Regions from separate parts of the Drosophila melanogaster genome. Here region 2 is linked to region 1. The links are chromatin contacts, called in public Hi-C maps. All regions are on one chromosome and are shown on one strand. Each heading gives the region's core, a stretch centred on a gene start, on an enhancer-like site or on the middle of the called end of the contact. The rest is flanking DNA. Distances are from core to core; before and after follow the strand shown.

Region 1 (2,994 bases), core at 317-2,816:
CAAGGTAGCACGTATTCGAGCACACTTGCTTCCAGCAATGCAAATGCCATTTGTAGCCAAATATGTGAGCCTTATTGGGCACGTAATCAGGTGCGAAATGTGCGCACATTAACATGCACAAGTAGCCCGCAACAACAACTCACCTCCTGTATTTCTTCTTCTATTTAAACCCAAAGGTCATCGTCGAGAAGGCTCCCAAGGCGCGCATCGGTGATTTGGACAAGAAGAAGTACCTGGTGCCTTCCGACCTGACCGTCGGTCAGTTCTACTTCCTCATTCGCAAGCGCATCCACCTGCGTCCCGAGGATGCCCTCTTCTTCTTTGTGAACAACGTCATTCCACCAACATCGGCTACCATGGGCTCCCTGTACCAGGTAATTACCACAATGCCCATTATTATTAGCCTTGCAATCGAATCACATACGTTCGATGTATTTTTATAGGAACATCACGAGGAGGACTATTTCCTGTACATTGCCTACTCCGATGAGAATGTTTACGGCATGGCCAAAATTAACTAACTTTGCTCCGGTCGGGATGCATCGGAATGAAGCCCCCCCCCTATACAGAAATCTATATATAAATAAAATATATTTTGTGTTTAGCATGCAAGCTTACAATATGGACGGCGAGTTAGCTAAACGAATTGAGGAAAACCGCAGGAAATGCCACATGAAAAGAACTTGAAATTGATCTGATACGCAGGGCAACAAAAAAAATCCACAAAAACCGAAAACTACAAAAACAATTGTTATGTGAACATTATTTTATATATATACATTTTCCAAACGCGTTAGTATTTCAATTAAACTCTGCTTTGTGTCCTACCCATTAACGAAACAACCAACCAACCAACTTTCCCCACAAAAAACAGATCTATTCACACCCTTTCTGGGCCATTTAATTTCCATTGCTGTAATTGATCCGTGCGAATGCTTTGTACTTTACTTTGTTACTTTGCTAATATTTCAATGAATTCACTATTTTTTTTTTTATTCACGATGCAACAAAATTCTGTGCATATTTAGTGTGTATGGTTACGAATAGGACTCTCTCGGTTAAGTGTACGGTAATTAATCTATTATTAAATAAACAAAAACCACAAAAATACACATGCAAAGGGTGTTTGTTTATTTGGATTGTTCTTCGTTTTCAGTTTGCAATCACGTATATCACGCTTAGATGATTCAGCGATAAGTGACAGGAAGAAGTTATTTTATACTGCTTTTTCTTTTGTTCACCGAACAATGAGTCCTTATCTTTTAAAAATGAAATGAGCTTTAGCAATGAGTGGGTGTTTTTTTTTATTCTTTGCTATTAGTAACAAAAGCATTTATTTATTTTAAATTGAAGGCGTAAAAGGTAGTACTTATGATACCATTCGCAACGCAAAAGTTTAAGTGTGCAAATTAAATTGAAAAGAAATCACTTTGTTTATTGTTTGCTTATCTTATCGCAGCAAAGGCACTTTGCTAGCCATTCAAAATTGCCGCCCACAAACGTTTTTATGGGCAGCACTGTCATCAAAACACAGCTGGTCACACCATCAAGTGCTGCAAAGCAATATCTCAAGTCAGCCATAAGGAGAGCATGTGCTAAAAAGGGACAGCTCCACACAATAAGTACGATTAAATTGCGATATATTTTTGGTAGTTAGTATTTTTGACGCATTTGGCGGACGACTGAGCACGTTTGAATTTCGTGGATTTTTTAGCCAATTTCACCATCTGGCAACACTGTTCGTTGGCCTCGCAGTTTTTCACCGAAAAGGTTTTGTAAAAACACCGTGCCAAACTGTCAGAGAAGCAGGTAAACTAAAGTCCACCTTGTCGGATCGGCCACTGAAAAGCCGGATTAAACAAACAACGGACACGTTACCGAACAGCTCGGAAAGGTGCAGAAAGGAAACATCAGATGAAAATCTATTAGCTGTTGCGAATTGTTTGTTTTTGCTGTGCTATTCGTGTTTTTGTTGTTGTGCATATGATTGTGTCTCTGTTGTTGTTGGTGGTGGTGTTGCTGTTGTAACTCGTGACGACGGAAATTAGTAACAAAGTGAAAATTGAGAGTTCAAAAAAGAAGAGAACCCCGAAATAACTGTTGTGTGGGTGCGATTGATTTTTATGCTTTGTCGTCTGGTTTGTTGTTCTTGCTGTCAGAGGGTGGTTGCAACGGAAAAGCAACCCACCACCCCCTGGGTTTTTGAACTCCAGCTTATGAAAAACAGCTGCAGCGATTGCCACACAAAAATTCAAATGTTTAAGTGAGAAAAGCGAAAGAGAAGTGAACTTAGCGCTTATTGAATTATGGCTAAACACGCTGACTAGACCAAATCGAAAGAACAAATGAGTGCTATAATAACAAAAGTGCCAGAAAGTGAAACAATAACAACAACAGCAACGACAGCAGTCGTGTTATTGTCCACTCAGCTTGTTTTTGTTGTTCGCTTTGTGGCCCTGTTTTTCGCTTCTGTTTTGCGCTTCTGATTCTGAAGTCGCCTGCTTCTTGTGCCGCCTCCCCTTCCTCCCACCATACATCCCTCCCTCCCTCTCTTTCTGACCGCCGTCTCTCTTTTTTACGCGCATGTGGATTCATTTTATTGGTGCTCAAGTATCGCATGATAATCTCACGCTACGTCCCTCGTAATTGTTGTTGTAATCGCTGTCGTTCTGTCAGCAGAATGTCTTTATTGTTATTGTTGTTGTTGTGCTTTTCCGCCTAACACACACTAACACGCGCACACACAGGCACACTTGCCGAAAAATTGAAGCCATTCTCGCCGCAAATCAAATTCAATTGAGGGAAACTATCAACTAACCCGCATAAAAGTGAGAAAAAAAACATACAGAGAAACAGCCGACACTTTTATACACTTCCAGTTAAAAAAAAAAATAAAACAGTCAGTAATATAAGTTATTAATATAATTACCCAACAATAAGTTTCATTACAAAAATACAGTTTTTATGTTATATTATTTGAGATTATCATGACGA
Region 2 (2,994 bases), core at 239-2,738, 2.4 Mb before region 1:
GGAATCTATACAGCATCGGTTTCTTGTATTGTACGCCAATCTCAACATTACATTCTAGACGTAGTACAAATGGATTAATAGTTGATGGTAGTTAGGCTACAGCTATTGTTCAATCACTGCTCTTCAATTAAAGAATTTTGATGTTTGTAAACCGAATTGGAAAATCTTAGCTTTTTGAGTAGCGACAAGAATTGCTGACCGTCCGCTCTACGGGCTGATTATTGATTGAAAAGTAAGATGATGGAAAGGAAAAAAAAAAGTTGAGGCTCGGGCTTCGGAAATACCTAGCCTAATACAGGCTTTCGGTATTTGAGGAGCGCGGCTTCTTTAGCTTCTCGAGGTTCTTAATAACAATGTCGTGCAGCGAGGAGTAGCGATTGCGGACCTCACAAACGACCAGCCACAAGCTGAGGTACTCCTTCTCGTCAAGTTCGACGACTGCGCGCCGATAATCATCGATGTGCGGATACTTGGCCACCTTGGACACCACCTTGGCGCGCGACAAGAAATAGCGCGATATCTGGTCAAAGAAGGCGGCCGCCTCGGATTCCACAGTTTGAATTTCGGCAAGCGTGTCCTCTTGAATGGAGACGCCAAAGTTGTTGCCATCCTCGATCTTGGGTATCATAAAGGAGATCCACATCTTAAGTAGATTGGCTGCAAAAGAAATCAATTCAGAAATTACTAGGTATTCATTAAAAAGCTTAATGTCAGGCAAAACTTTAGCTACTGGCATTTGTACCGTTCGAATGTAAAAATTCTTGGAATTCATTGTTTTAGGAAAATTGAAGGGGCTCTTGAATAGCATAAAAACATTTATTAGGTTGAGACGCTTGAATATACGGTGTACTTACAATCCTCCACAAGCTTCCTGATGATAGGCTTGACGACCTTGATCATCTCGCAGAGCGGCTTGTTGCACGGCACTGTACCGGCGGGCAGACCCATGACAGGCTGCCCAGAGACGATGACATCCACGCGCTGGCGCTTGGTGGGCAGACTGTCACGATCCTCCAACTCGTTTTTAACCAGGAGAGGCGGCAGGACCGGGATGTTGAGGTCCTGGTGCACTTCTTCGAAGTTGCGCTCGTTGAAGATCGGCGTGGCCAGCAGCTCGTTCAGCCGGACGATATTCTCCGGGAACCCCTTGGTGATTAGCAGCTCTGCCTTGAGGATCAACGAGTCCTTGTACTCCTGCACCTTTACCACAGTGTCGTTAGGCATTTCGTTAGCTATGTGGATTCCTTTTCGTGTCCGTGGAAGCCTTTGATCCTGAGTCCTGTCTCCTGGCGTAGTACCGGTTCTTCTCGTTCCTTATCTTCTCAATAACAATCAGCAACGCGGACCGTCTGAAATCGGCGGACTTTTAGGGACTTGTGTCGGCGGATTGCGAAATTGAAAGCGGGAAAACCAGACTTACCGACAAATTTTGATGCCCAAGCAACAACACGCATGTGGTGCTAGAGGTGGAAGAAAAAGAATAATCGATGCTTATCGATAGCGTCGAAGTTTGCAGAAATTTTGCAAATTAATACCCCACAAGTATCTTAAATATCTTGAATGTCAATATATATTTTTTCTATACTTTTTTTAGATTGAAAGTCTTCTAATTACTTTCAGTTTCATAAACAAATTAGCTGAACATTAAAGTTGGCAAAACATATTTAAATGCATTAATGTACATTGCAGTTGGCATCATTTATTTAAATGCAACAGCTGAAGCTCGCTTCTCATTTACCATGTTAAACTTGCATATACTTTGTTGTAACGTGATTAGAATTTAACGGATATATATCATGAAATATAAAGAAATAAGACGCGCGCCATTTATCGATAGTCTTGTGTGCACCGCGTGCCAGACCGATAGATTTGTTTAAATACCAAGTAAGTTTATTATGTCTCCCTTTGTGCAATTTAAAATGTTTTCATTTAAATATCTATATTTTTAAAATATTTTCCATATATATATATTATAAGTAATATTAAGCTATTAATATTTTTAGAGCAAACACGCTATAAATAAGTGTGCCCAAATATAAGTTTTAGTATACATCGGCATTCTTATCAATAATCGTCAAACTGACGTTTTCTCGCTTCACCATTATCGATTCTCATCGATGTTTTTCCAGCTCTATCTAGTTGGCATCTCGTTAGTTGCGATAGTTGGCATGTTACGTGTGTTTTCGGCTTCGTCGCTTCATTCTCGTCTCGTTCTCGTTTCCTTCCTCCTTTATTCCGATTCCTCGTTTTGCGTGTATTGCGCGGTACAACGCATACGAACAAATTTATCCGAAGCGAAATACCGCGTGCAGCAACAAAAGAAAAACACACTCAACAACAACAACACACACGCATGCACACACGCATGCAGTCATTATCGCAACACCAATAACAACAGGAAGAACAACAACAACAAAAACATTTCTAACGCGCTGAAAATTGCGGAGTCCAGCCTTTTATATTTGCTGCATTTGCTATCTAACTTGCCGCACAATTGTTCTGTTCCGTTGACAGCATCAAAAACGCATTGTTAAAAAGAAATTAATATATAAATTTTAAACAAAACACAAAAAAAAACCAAGAAAAGAACGAAAAACGCGTGGGTGCGCGGTCTGTTGATTTTTTTTTTGTGGTTAACAACAACAACAAGAACCATCGGAGGGACGAACATCAAGAACAACCACCGTTAGCAGTAAGCAGGAGAATCAAAATGGTAAGTTTAAGTTAGCTGGCTTTTTTGTTGTTGCCGTCAATAGCATGACTTAATATAAATTTCTTTGTTGCTAAATTTTGACACACTCACATTTACCCACACACACATGCATAAAACAAAAACAAAGCGGCTGCAGAAGCTGATGAAGGAGAATAATAATGAGAAGAAGGAGCAGTAGCCAACTCATTCAATAATTGTTGTTTCTCCTTTTCTTGCGCCTTTCGCTCTTTCCTCGTCCACCCATTTTGTTGTTGTTGCTGTTTTTTTTATCTGCAATTGTT

What was found. A called contact is a pair of places that touch in the nucleus more often than the background predicts.
Region 2: a contact with region 1 is called in a Hi-C map of the Kc167 cell line, with 2.4 times the contacts expected there. The contact joins the promoter of REG here to the promoter of Tango5 in region 1. A contact is called at or near these places in 2 of 107 Hi-C or Micro-C datasets (both in the Kc167 cell line) and 1 of 6 datasets of contacts at active chromatin or transcription factors (the Kc167 cell line).

Annotation. Positions count from the first base shown.
Region 1 is chrX:10,762,985-10,765,978 of dm6, reverse strand. Tango5 (Transport and Golgi organization 5) reads left to right here and starts at 1,566. Exons shown (of 5, transcript NM_001298157.1): 1 at 1,566-1,809. Atg8a (Autophagy-related 8a) reads left to right here. Exons shown (of 3, transcript NM_167245.3): 2 at 177-374; 3 at 444-1,101. The coding sequence ends at 521.
Region 2 is chrX:13,210,819-13,213,812 of dm6, reverse strand. It overlaps REG (Proteasome regulator gamma), which reads right to left and starts at 1,488. Exons shown (of 3, transcript NM_001272573.2): 1 at 1,421-1,488; 2 at 855-1,363; 3 at 1-657. The coding sequence starts at 1,224. The coding sequence ends at 290. sno (strawberry notch) reads left to right here and starts at 2,139. Exons shown (of 12, transcript NM_078589.4): 1 at 2,139-2,713. The coding sequence starts at 2,711.